Linked DNA regions of Ovis aries: region 2 is linked to region 1. Evidence: chromatin contacts called from public Hi-C data. All regions are on one chromosome and are shown on one strand. The core of a region is the stretch at or near the end of the contact, and the rest is flanking DNA. Distances in the headings are between cores, read along the strand shown.

Region 1 (5,849 bases), core at 1,938-4,437:
CATGCAAACATACAGATGAATGAACAAAAGCCTTATGATCAGCTACAAACACTTCATCAGCCCTCTAAGCCACTTTGGTTGTGTAGTCTTAGTCTAATATAAAAGGTAAATTCTTCTGGAGGTAGTAACATGTCTAGGCCCTTGTAAATACACATTGGAGATTGGGAGAAGAAGAAAAGAGATCCTTCAGTAAGATATATGTTTAAAGTTCTTATGCAACTACCCATTAAAAAAAAAAAAAATCCTGGGGAAGAGAAGGGGGAAAAAATGTTCAAGAGCTTATCTATTTGCAAAAAGATTTCTTACACCAGCCAACAAGTACCTCTCAAGCCTGTTTTGATGGTTGTTTCCTAATTCTGTCCTTGTTCTTAATCTTGCTTCTTTCAATATTCATAAATCTAATGAAGATAAGTCCTTTTTAACATATAGTTTTAACACATAGTTAATAGATCAAGTGACCACTGACCAGCTGAAATCACACATGTTAGTGACCTGGGCTGGAACTTCTGTGTGTTTTAGCCGAGAGGAAACTCATGTCCCAGTTCTTTCACGTTTTACAGAGCCTGAAGGAAGTGTGGGTAGGGGCAGCAGCTCTTGCAATTTCTCATTGTGGGTCACATAGTCCCCAGTGAAATGCAGCTTTGATGTTACAACTGGTTGTCTAGATCAGTGCATTTTTTGCAAAAATGAAGTCTAATAAGACAAAATGAAGTCTGACAATGCAGTGCCTCCCCACAATACACTGACAATTAAAAGTCTATGCACCATTCACAAAATAAGATTTTGATTTTGACCACAGTTGACAGTGGTAGGTAGAATATTACAGAAGTTTGAGGGGGAAAAAGGGACAAAACAGAGATTGAAGAGTAAAGAAAAAAGATAAATATTAAATGGTTCTTTTAAAAGATTGCTTTTTGTATGAACGCACAATGCATTTGAAATAATTTTATAAACTGGAACATGTGCGTTCTAACAGCAAAGGATAGAGATCTAGTGATTGAGGTGAAATGATTAGCCAAGAGCAGTAGAAGTTCTGCTTTACAGCATTACAAACCCTTTTCTTACTTTACCTAAGGGAGCCTGACTTCTGCCCTAGGACTAGAGGTGTCTCTGAGTTTCAGAATGCTCCCTTCTCAGGAAGAGTGTGTGTGTGTGTGTGTGTGTGTGTGTGTGTGTGTGTGTGTGTGTAGAATAGTCAGGAAGAATTATAATCATTTTACAGACACTGGAGCTAAAGCAAATCCTCTAGTCAGTGCTTCAGGGAAAAAAATTATTCTCTAACCTCCTACTCTCTCATTAGTAAAATGACATTTTCATTTTAAGCTATTTTGCTTCAGCTACTGGAATTAAAGTGAGAAGGAACAAACAAATTCTGTCTAGTCAGGTTTTAAACTGACCTTGGTTTTTAAAACACTTAGCTACATCAAAATATTCACAACACTTAAAAACCCAAATCTTCTTAAGGAGCTGCTGCTGTTGCTGCTAAGTTGCTTCAGTTGTGCCCGACTCTGTGCGACCCCATAGACGGCAGCCCATCAGGCTCCCCCGTCCCTGGGATTCTCCAGGCAAGAACACTGGAGTGGGTTGCCATTTCCTTCTCCAATACATGAAAGTGAAAAGGGAACGTGAAGTAGCTCAGTCGTTTCTGACTCTTAGTGACCCCATGGACTGCAGCCCACCAGGCTCCACCGTCCATGGGATTTTCCAGGCAAGAGTACTGGAGTGGGGTGCCATTGCCTTCTCCGCTTAAGGAGCTATGTATATGTAAAATTATAAAATCTTAAAGATGGAAAGCATTTTAGGGATCCCACAGTCAGGCTTTCATGAGGTACAGGAGTTCCTGTTACAACACACCTGATAGGCACTGCATTGGGGACACACAGGCTATGAACACGGATAAACTTGGATTCAGCCATGGAGTCTGCTACCCTACTGGCTAGGTGACTTTGGACTATTTTCTTAAGCTATCTGAGCTTTGATTTCCTTATCAGTTAAAAAAATGAGGATAATTTCCACCCAATAATGTTGTTGTGAAATTAAAACTAAATACATATACTAAGGCCTGTAACACATTTTATGGCTAATATATTAGTTCCTTTTCCATTCCTTCTCTGCAATTTTTTGAAGTTTTCTTAAATTAAACTGAAATTTACTGTCTTATGCTGCTAAGTCACTTCAGTCGTGTCTGACTCTGTGTGACCCCATAGACGGCAGCCCACCAGGCTCCCCTGTTCCTGGGATTCTCCAGGCAAGAACACTGGAGTGGTTTGCCATTTCGACTTCCATTCATTAGTCCTGTTTTTCTTTTTCACCAGTGGAGACCTTTACTCTCTCATCCATACCAAAGTGGCTCAAATACCCAGCTCTCCTACCTCCTTTTAGTCTTTACCCTTCCCACTGGTAAATGTATAAACATATATCTCATAATACAGAACTTCCAGACACATCACCATCTTTTTAGTTTTAGAAATAAACTGTACTGCATCAAAGGCCTGAAAACAATACTCTTGTTGGGATCAAAGCTGCTACTCAATGGGCCTACCCGTTCCTTTGTTCCATTCACCCCTCTAATGTCTAAACAGCCTCTTTACTGATTTAGTGTTTTGTCAATCCACCACGCCATTTGGCTCTCTTAAGTTTAAACAAAAATATTGGAATTTTTTCCTGTGATCCATAAAGTGCACAAACTTCTTTTTAGTTTTGAAGATTGTACCATCATGTTTGTTTTCTTTTTAAAAACTAATTAGCATTCAAAGTGCTTCAAAATTCTCCTTTAGTCTAGATCCCAAAATAAGACTGTTTTGATTATTGCCAGAGAGATTTCAGCTTGTTATTAGTAAGAACATTTTTGATTGGAGATAAGAGACTGTACTGCCCGACGGCCAAGGGAAGTCATACAATCCTTTTCCCCAGAGATAAGAAAAATCAGCCAAGGAACTTTGTACAGTCTCTTCTCTGGATGATAAAATTGTATCATTCTATTCCTAGAAATATTTATTCTGAGACTTGATGAGAAGCAGAGGGTCAGATAAAACCACATCTCAAGGTCCTGTTTATTCTTTTATTTAAAAAAAACAAATTTAAAAGACTGTTCAAAGCAAATTATTTGCTACAGACTGTAGAATGGCTGCCTGTGAAGCACTTTCTGATCGGAAAGGGAATTTGCTGCCACCTCCTGGGCCTTTATGATAAAGTCGTCAAGATCAGCAGCACTTCAGGGCCTGTACGCTTCAGACAATGTCAAGAGCGTTGGAAAGCAGGTGCTGTTTACAAGTCTGGCTATCCCAGACTGAATGAACTGGAAACTATTTATGGGTTTTAAAGAATAAAGTTGAATTCAGTGTTTAGCGAGTTAGAAAACTGATATTAAACTGTGGTTCGCAATCTGTTAGCATTAGAATCATCCAGGGTAAATGTTACAAAAACAAATTCCTGGGCCCCACTTTTCTTTCTTTGCTAAGTCACTTCAGTCGTGTCCGACTCTGTGCGACCCCATAGACAGCAGCCCACCAGGCTCTCCCGTCCCTGGGATTCTCCAGGCAAGAACACTGGAGTGGGTTGCCATTTCCTCCTCCAACGCATGAAAGTGAAAAGTGAAAGGGAAGTCGCTCAGTCGTGTCCGACTCTTAGCGACCCCATGGACTGCAGCCTACCAGGCTCCTCCATCCATGGGGTTTTCCAGGCGAGAGGGGCTACTAAATCAGAATTTCCATGCGGCAAGAGGAATCTTAATTTTCCCCTTGGAACAAAAGTTGGAAACCATATGTTAGGATACTGTGAAGGCAATAGTTTGCAAACACTGGAACACTGTATATCAAGGAAATAGTAGTAACTGGTGAATTGAAGTGTAACAGTGAAATGAAAAGTTCTACAAGATATATTTTGGTTTGCTCTCAATTTCAGTAATACCACCCGAAGTGAATTGTGACATTTTTCTGGATATTTCATAATGTTGTAGAATTTAAAATATATTTAGCCCATATTGAGTTTCTATGAAGAATTATAATTGGCACCATCTGATCGGAGAAAGCAATGGCATGCCGCTCCAGTACTCTTGCCTGGAAAATCCCATGGACTGAGGAGCCTGGTGGGCTGCAGTCCATGGGGTCACTAAGAGTTGGGCACGACTGAGCAACTTCACTTTCACTTTTCATTTTCATGCACTGGAGAAGGAAATGGCAGCCCACTCCAGTGTTCTTGCCTGGAGAATCCCAGGGACGGGGGAGCCTGGTGGGCTGCTGTCTATGGGGTCGCACAGAGTTGGACACGACTGAAGCAACTTAGCAGCAGCAGATAAGCATTAACAAGTAGTCCAGTGGGCCAGACAATCAGTAAACTCTGAATGTGATTAAAAAACAAACTTCCAGCTAAGGGGTGATATACTTTAAATTAGCATTTCATTTATACAGTCCAGCCTACTCCGTAGTAATTTTTTAGCTCTTGGGGATGGTTTTATGACTATTTCTTTGTCAGTCTGATATATGCTAGCACACACACACAAACCATGCAAGGAAGAGACCTTGTTATTTTTTACTTTTTAAGAAAAAGTGTAGCAAAATGGCACAAAGGGAAAACTAAAGTCAATTTAACTGTATTTGGAACGAAAGATATTTTAGATTCAGATAAAGTTTTCAGAATCTCATCTTGTGATCTTTCTCTCTTCTACATCAGTCCCAACTTCTGGTTCTGACGCAGAAGAATTCTAAAGTAACAGAAAACCCACAAAAATTCCCTGGGTTTTAAAGTCAGCTGGAATTTTAGGTTCCTCCCTATATCAGTCACTCAGCTTCTGAGAACTGTTTTTCGTCCCTTGCCCTGTGAACTGGGAGTCTACTCTGTTTAGACAGAGGTTTCACTCTTTCCGGTTTTGGAAACTGATCATGCTTCTCAGGCAAGGGGATCAATTACTCTAAAGAGGCCATTTTGCCGACCCTTTGTCCTGGGACAGTGTTGGGGCAGAGCGATAAGAACAGCTGTTTGCTGCACCTTCAGAGGCAGGCAGACTCTGTCAGAGCCCCAGCTGCTGCAGGCCTGAACTGGGTGGCTTCGGAGATTGGGATGCCACTTTCTGTGCGGTAGACCTAACTGAGCTTCAGCTATCCTCCTAGATGGGCTTCCCCCACGGCTCAGCTGCTAAGGAATACACCTGCAATACAGGAGACCTGGGTTCGATCCCTGGGTTGGGAAGATCCCCTGGAGAAGCGAATGGTTACACACTCCAGTATCCTCGCCTGGAGAATTCCATGTATAGTCCATGCGGTCGCAAAGAGTTGGACACGACTGAACAACTTTCACTTTCACATCCTGCTAGAACCTTGCTCAGGATACCAGCTATCCTATTTTGAGAATATATTTCATCTACAAGCATTTCCCCGTAAGAATTCTCTCTATATTGCCACATACACCACACTTGTTTTCTTTAATATTGGTACTTTGAACTGAACACAGTCCCTTTATAGCAGAGTCTCAAAGCTGAAATTGTTTCTTTTTTAAAAATATATGTATATATTATACCAGTCTGTTTGAATCCTGGGCTTATCCTTGTACTACAACATTTCTATACAATAGATGAAGACAAAGCAGAAAAAGTTGACCAATAGGCTGACTACAGAGCAATATAAAATATAAAGCTTAGGTAAGAAGAAAACAGTAGAGAAGAAACAAAGATCTCCCAGTAAAATACTCCTGGGGATAGATTATTCTTCGTGTCCATATCAGATTCATGCAGACATGGCTTTTTCTATTTTTGTTCTTTTAGATTCCTTAAACTGGGATTCATATGAACAAGGAAAACAAATGTTTAATTATCATGTGTGTTTTCCTTCTTGGAAGTTTTTGAAATAGTAGCT
Region 2 (5,849 bases), core at 1,273-3,772, 74 kb after region 1:
ATGGAGAAGAGAAAGATTAATGACAGAGACACTAGGTTGGCAATCACTGCAGAAGTCCAGGTGATGAAATGAGGCATTAAGTAGAGTAGTTACTCTGAATATAAGAGACTCTAAAAAGACATTTCATCATCCTTTCCTCCCTCCAATCTGTTTAGAAATGGCATGGTAGGAGTCGAAGATGACTGAAATTTTGTCTTGAGACTTGAGGAATGGTAAGGAGGGGAAGCTATTTTGTGACAAGGAGATGGGGAGGCTGTGTGGGAAAGATGAGCCCTGTTTTGGAAATTTTTGCTTGTGAAATGACAAATATTCCATTAGCCCGTGAGCCACGTAGCTTGCAAGAGAAATATATACCGGGAAGTCAAGGGCCAAGAGCTGGTAGTTAAAGCTGTGGGATCAGATGAGCTTGAGGGAGGAAGATAAAAGGGGTACGGAGGACTAAAACACTTCCACACGTAAGGGGAGAGAAGAGGAAGCCGGCTCAGTGGAGACAGAGCAGGACCTGCGTTACTGCATCCTGGGGGAGAAAGAGTTTCAAAGGGAGAGGCATGGAGTTCTGGCTAATACCTCACTGCGGGAACAGAGACGTGATACAGTAAGGAGAAGTGCTGAAAGGAAATCTGTGGACAACCTGGTGATGAGCAGATTACTGATGAGCTTTAAAGGATACCTGCTGACGAGTGGTGAGGGCGAGTCATGCAAGGGAGACAGTGAAGGGAGGCAAAGGTGCAGGGCCTTGTGAAGACCTTTCTCTCAAGAAATCTACTATGGACGGAGGGAGAGAGGAAAGGACCTGGGGAAAGGGAATAAGGCAGAGAAAGGACTTTTTTTTTTCCCCCTGCAAGTGCAGTGGAAAATGTTGACGAGAAAAGGGAGGGACAAGAAAAGGAAAAATATTTAATGGAGCAAGATGGCTGTAAGAGATCAAAGGGGAAAAACTGAAATGGAGGGAGAAAAACCGAGGAGTTGACACCTTATCACCTCAGCCCTCTCAAGAAAGAAGTTGAGCTTAGCCCCCATGCTTGAGGGAGGCTTTTGGAGGTTTGCTCCCTCACCATCAGTCTCAAAAGAGTTGTGCTGAAAGTACATCTGGTCTCTGAATAATCTTGGAAATGTATTCAAGAACTATCATGTTCTTTCTGTAGCCCATAAAGAAGAGCGGAGCAAGGGACACAGCATTCCTTCCAGATGGGCTTTGGGAGACAACCATGGGGCTCTGATATTGGAAAGAGAACGCAAACAGCAACTGCAGCTTGTCTATTAACATCCTGTGAAAACCACCAAAAGGTACGCACAAACAATTTACGGGGGAGATGCGGGAGATGAGTGGAGTCAGTATGACTCCCTGTGATTTGGGTCAGAGCAGACACTTCCCCAGAATTCATAATCGGTGATTCTCCAAGGACAGAATACAATGCCTTCCTCCTTCTCCTCCCTTTCCTTGTAAGCCTCCTTCCTTTATCTTCACTTGCCCATCCTGGATTTATTCCCAGAATACCAAAGAAAGGCAGAGAAGCAGCATTTCTGCTCAGGTTAAAAACGGTTATAATAAAGACATATTAGTTGTGAAAAACTGTGTCCTCCAAGGGGCTTCCCTGGTGGCTCAGGTTAAAGCGGCTGCCTTCAATGCGAGTAGACCCAGGTTCGATCCCTGGGTCAGGAAGATCCCCTGGAGAAGGAAATGGTAGCCCACTCCAGTATTCTTGCCTGGAGAATCCCATGGATGGAGAAGCTGGGTAGGGCTACACGTATTCCACCGGGTTGCAAAGAGTCAGACACGACTGAGCTACTACACCTTCACCATTCCCTGATTTTGTTCCCAGGTTAATATATTTTAGTTTAGCTTGTTTTGTTTTTATGCTGTCCTAGTCCTTTCTTCTTCTTTATTTTTGTAATAACATTCCAATTTTAAATCTCCCTCATATGAGTGGCTTATATTGTGCCTGCCTCAAGCAATTATATAAGAAAATTATGTAAGTACATTTAAAGTTAGACATTTATTCCTTCATTTTAAAATTTGATATGACTCCCAGGGAGTGTTTCTTATTGTTTACAGATTATTTCCTGAATTCCAATAGAGCAGTGTATGTGTAAAACCCACATTGTCCGGTTCCTTCTTAGGCAGCCTATTAGTTGGTCAAAGCACACTTCTAAGGCTATACTGCCCTCAAGTGGTCTGGCTTGAGAACAAACAACTATTTCTTTTCTGGATGGAAACCGAGTTTCTAACAAGACTTGTCTGACATAACAGTAACTTCTGACCAGAAAAACAACAAAAATTATCGTATGCCAAGTCTGAAGAGTATGAGGGAAAAGGAAGATTTTATTTCCCAATGTTCTCTCAAAAGGTATAGAGTAAAAAGTACAACAGCAAGAGCCACAAGCTTGTTTTGTTCATCATAAAGCAAAAGAGCCACAAGCTTGTTGTATTAATTTTAGACTAACTGTCTGCACATGTGTGGCCACAGGGATGTAGCTGTGGGATATGGGTTGAACTGGCTCCGTTAGGCCTTTGGGGACAATCTTCAGCTTCTCAAGGGCAACCCCCTCATCAGAACTCATGACATCATGTTCCACAACTAAGGACACGCAGTTGTTTGGAAAGAATGCATTCAGGGAAAACATTCAACTTTTCCCCATGTGGCCAAGACTCAAAAAGGAGGCCAACAATTAGGGTGATTACATTAATCACAAGATGGCTTGTGGAGGAGGGTATTGCTGTGGAGGGCCTATAATGGTAGCCCTGTGGGGACTCTGCTCTAATTGGCCACCATCAAGGCCCTCTAATGCCTATGGATAGCTTCCCACGTTGCTGGTGGAAAAAGGAAGAGACCACCCTCAAAGAGATGAACAGCCCACTCAGGATGCATTGGACTGTTCTGGGCTGCTCTGGTCGGTTGTGGGGTATTTGGCCACTCAGCTAGAGAGTCCCTCCTGGAACAGGGGGGACAGCTAAAAATGCACGCGGTGCTGTCTCTCATGGTTCGCCACACTCTTTCTGGTATTTGGGGGTGATTTCTGTTAATCGTGAAAATCCTTCAATAATGGATGTTTTTTGAGTGGGAAAACACTAGTTCTCATACACTGCTCTTTGGCTGGGCACAGAGATGAACTGGGCTGGTCCAAGTGAGTAGAAACGAGCTTTTAATTCATCCGTTATCTGGTGCTATGGGAAAGAATGCTGAGCTTCATAACTTGGGATCTAGAATCATCTCTGCACACCAGTTATGGGACCATGAGAGACTCATTTAAACCTTCTGGGCTCAGGTTCCTCATCTGCAAACGGTGACATTAGCTCAGGTCAGCGGTTTAAAGACTGCTACGTGGGTGTGCCCACAGGCTACTGCCAGGATGCAGAGTCCTTTTCCCCTCCTTCTTTAGGCAATAGCAAGCCCACTTGGATTCACTTCATAAATCTAAATTTGAAAACCACTGGATCAGATGGTCTATGCCTCTTTCCTTTCCAGCTACATTATTCTGTGGTGAGGACAGGTACTCTGAGCGGTGATGGTGACACTCACTGGTGACGTTCTTTTTCTTCTTAAGTGAAATCATATATGGCTCTCAGTCCAAATGCTTCCCTATAAAATGAGTCTCATCTGATTCTGGCATTCTGGGATGACACCAAGTGTGTGTGCTGGAAGAGGGGAGAAGAGGAAGAGGTGTGAATCACTGCGATCCCACAGCTCCTGGGGCACAGAGGCCAGGGAAGGAACTGGGCAGAGCTCACCAAGCAAACACCAGTCTAGGAGTGTAGGCATGTTAATAAGTGTGATTACACTCTATCAGGAAAATCAGCCAGAAAATGGAAGATCACAGCTAAGGAATGCTCTGGAAAAAAATACTAGGGAGCATAGGCAGAATAACAACTTTTTAAGGAAAATGATATACTAATATATATAAATACATGTCATATATATTATATATAAGATCTAATTGCAACTTTTTTCTCAGGAAGATATAAGGTCTGAATGGGCCCCCAAAGAAAAATAGCCTAAACAGAATTAAAACTTTCCAGAAACGGAAGGTTTTAATACACTGTAAATGTGTCTCATTCCTAGTAGGAGCCATCATTAATAAAATTAATAAGATTTGTTTTCATCCAGGAAGCTTTCCCTTTAAGGTCACTTAAAAACAGAATAGAACATACAATGTGGATAGTTTTATTTCTCAACCACTGAAAGGTTTTCCCTCTGTAGTGTTTAAGTTGAGATCATACAAGTATGGATGAATAATAGTTGGGCTTCAATCCCCTCTCTTGATAACATGTGATACAGATTATGTACCCGACCAAGGGACTCAGCATCATGAAATAGCCACTGTTCTAGTTCAAGTATGCCAAGTAAATGCAGAAAAATTTTCTTTTCCACTTTGTAAAGTTTTCATATCGGCATCTGTCATTTTATTATGAGATTATAATTTATGAAATTGCTCAAACTGTAGTTCATAGTTACATGAACTTTTGAGGCCTGATCTGTATGCCCCTCAATAGATTTCTCTATTGATGTATCCCATTATTGTGCTGAAAATATCGTATAGATGGTGAATGCTCACCCAGTGAACAAATATTTACAGAGCACGTATTATAGGAAAAGCACTGAAGTAAACAATATGGGGGTGCAAAGAGGGGCCAGACACAGTCCTTGCCCACAAAGCGCATACAATCTAGTAAAAAGTGATGTGTGTAAACAACCGCAAAATAAGAAAGTGGATGGTTGACTACTAGACACACGTGTCGTAATATGTGCTTCTGATATAGAGTTAAGGGTGGGATTTTAGGTAATTTTTTCAGGAAAGGGTTTATGGAGCAAACTTTTGGCCCAGGCCTTAGGTGTACATAAAATTTAGGTAGAGGTGGGAAGAGAGACTGCGGCAGGCGGGAGTGGCAGGAACAAAGCTACGGAGGTGGGAAAGCACAGCCAGCGCTGAGCGGACAGCGAGCCTGGCAGAAGGCTGTTGCCCCAGGGGACGAGGGGGTCGGGGGATGAGGAGCAGCAGACAAGTCTTGACAGGATGCTGGAATTATACTGGAGAGGCAGTTTCATTTCTGCTGAGGGGAGGGAGGGGTTTTATGGCTGCATGCACAGAAACAATGCACAGAATATTTAAAAGGGAAAGTGGCCGATCCAAAATAGCCTCTGGAAGACTATCAGGCTAGCCCAGGTATCAAATGGAGGAAGTCTGACTTAGAGTGATGGCATTGGAAGTGTTGTGTGAATGTGTGCGTGGTGGGAAGTAGCACTGGAAAAAAATGGAGTTCAATTCAAAGTCACTGCACAGGGTGGAACAATAAGTTGGACAAAATGAAAAAAGTTAGAGTCCTACACATGAAAACATTAGAGCCACCTTTCAGCGGATGGGCTAAATGTGTGTGTGTGGTGTCATGTCTGGAGTAATTAGTGTGATATGTCTGTACCTGTAATTAGCCATAAAGTCCTGCCATCATTTTCCAAAGTAAAGGAACATTCTTTTAAAATTAAAGTGAAAAAACATAATCTGGAAGCAGGGAGATGTGGCTGGGTACTCATAATCATTACTTTGTAAAGGAGGTTGAGTATTTTTCCATTTCAGCAAGTCATTAGAACAAGCGGAAAATCTATCGGAAGACAGACACAGTCTGTAAACAGAACAAGATAATGTAAATTTCCTTACAAATATTTTCTTATTTAAAAAAAAATGAGTATTACACCCAATTCTTTTGTATTTTACTTCCCTGTTTACCATGCTAGGGAAAATGCCACATTTTATGTCAGGTGTAACTAGACAACTAGAGTAAATGACTGTCTATAATTACAAAAATTAAAATGGTAACAAGATGCAGTCATTGAATTAATTCAACAATTGCAGGT

What was found. A called contact is a pair of places that touch in the nucleus more often than the background predicts.
Region 2: a Hi-C map of tail adipose tissue shows a contact between it and region 1, with 4 times the contacts expected there. The contact joins two enhancer-like sites. A contact is called at or near these places in 5 of 16 Hi-C or Micro-C datasets (mesenteric adipose tissue, omental adipose tissue, skin fibroblasts and 1 more).

What each region holds. Positions count from the first base shown.
Region 1 is chr6:6,632,129-6,637,977 of ARS-UI_Ramb_v3.0, forward strand. The region is part of intron 4 of SYNPO2 (synaptopodin 2); the gene reads right to left. Among named protein-coding and RNA genes, the nearest start is that of MYOZ2, 110 kb to the left of the region's middle. Within about 2 kb of position 3,188, at least 12 of the 54 cell types and tissues checked have an H3K27ac peak or open chromatin away from gene starts, as enhancers often do. A contact at or near this core is called in tail adipose tissue, where this site is marked.
Region 2 is chr6:6,706,674-6,712,522 of ARS-UI_Ramb_v3.0, forward strand. All of the region lies in intron 1 of SYNPO2 (synaptopodin 2), which reads right to left. Among named protein-coding and RNA genes, the nearest start is that of TRNAE-UUC, 100 kb to the right of the region's middle. Within about 2 kb of position 2,523, at least 13 of the 54 cell types and tissues checked have an H3K27ac peak or open chromatin away from gene starts, as enhancers often do. A contact at or near this core is called in tail adipose tissue, where this site is marked.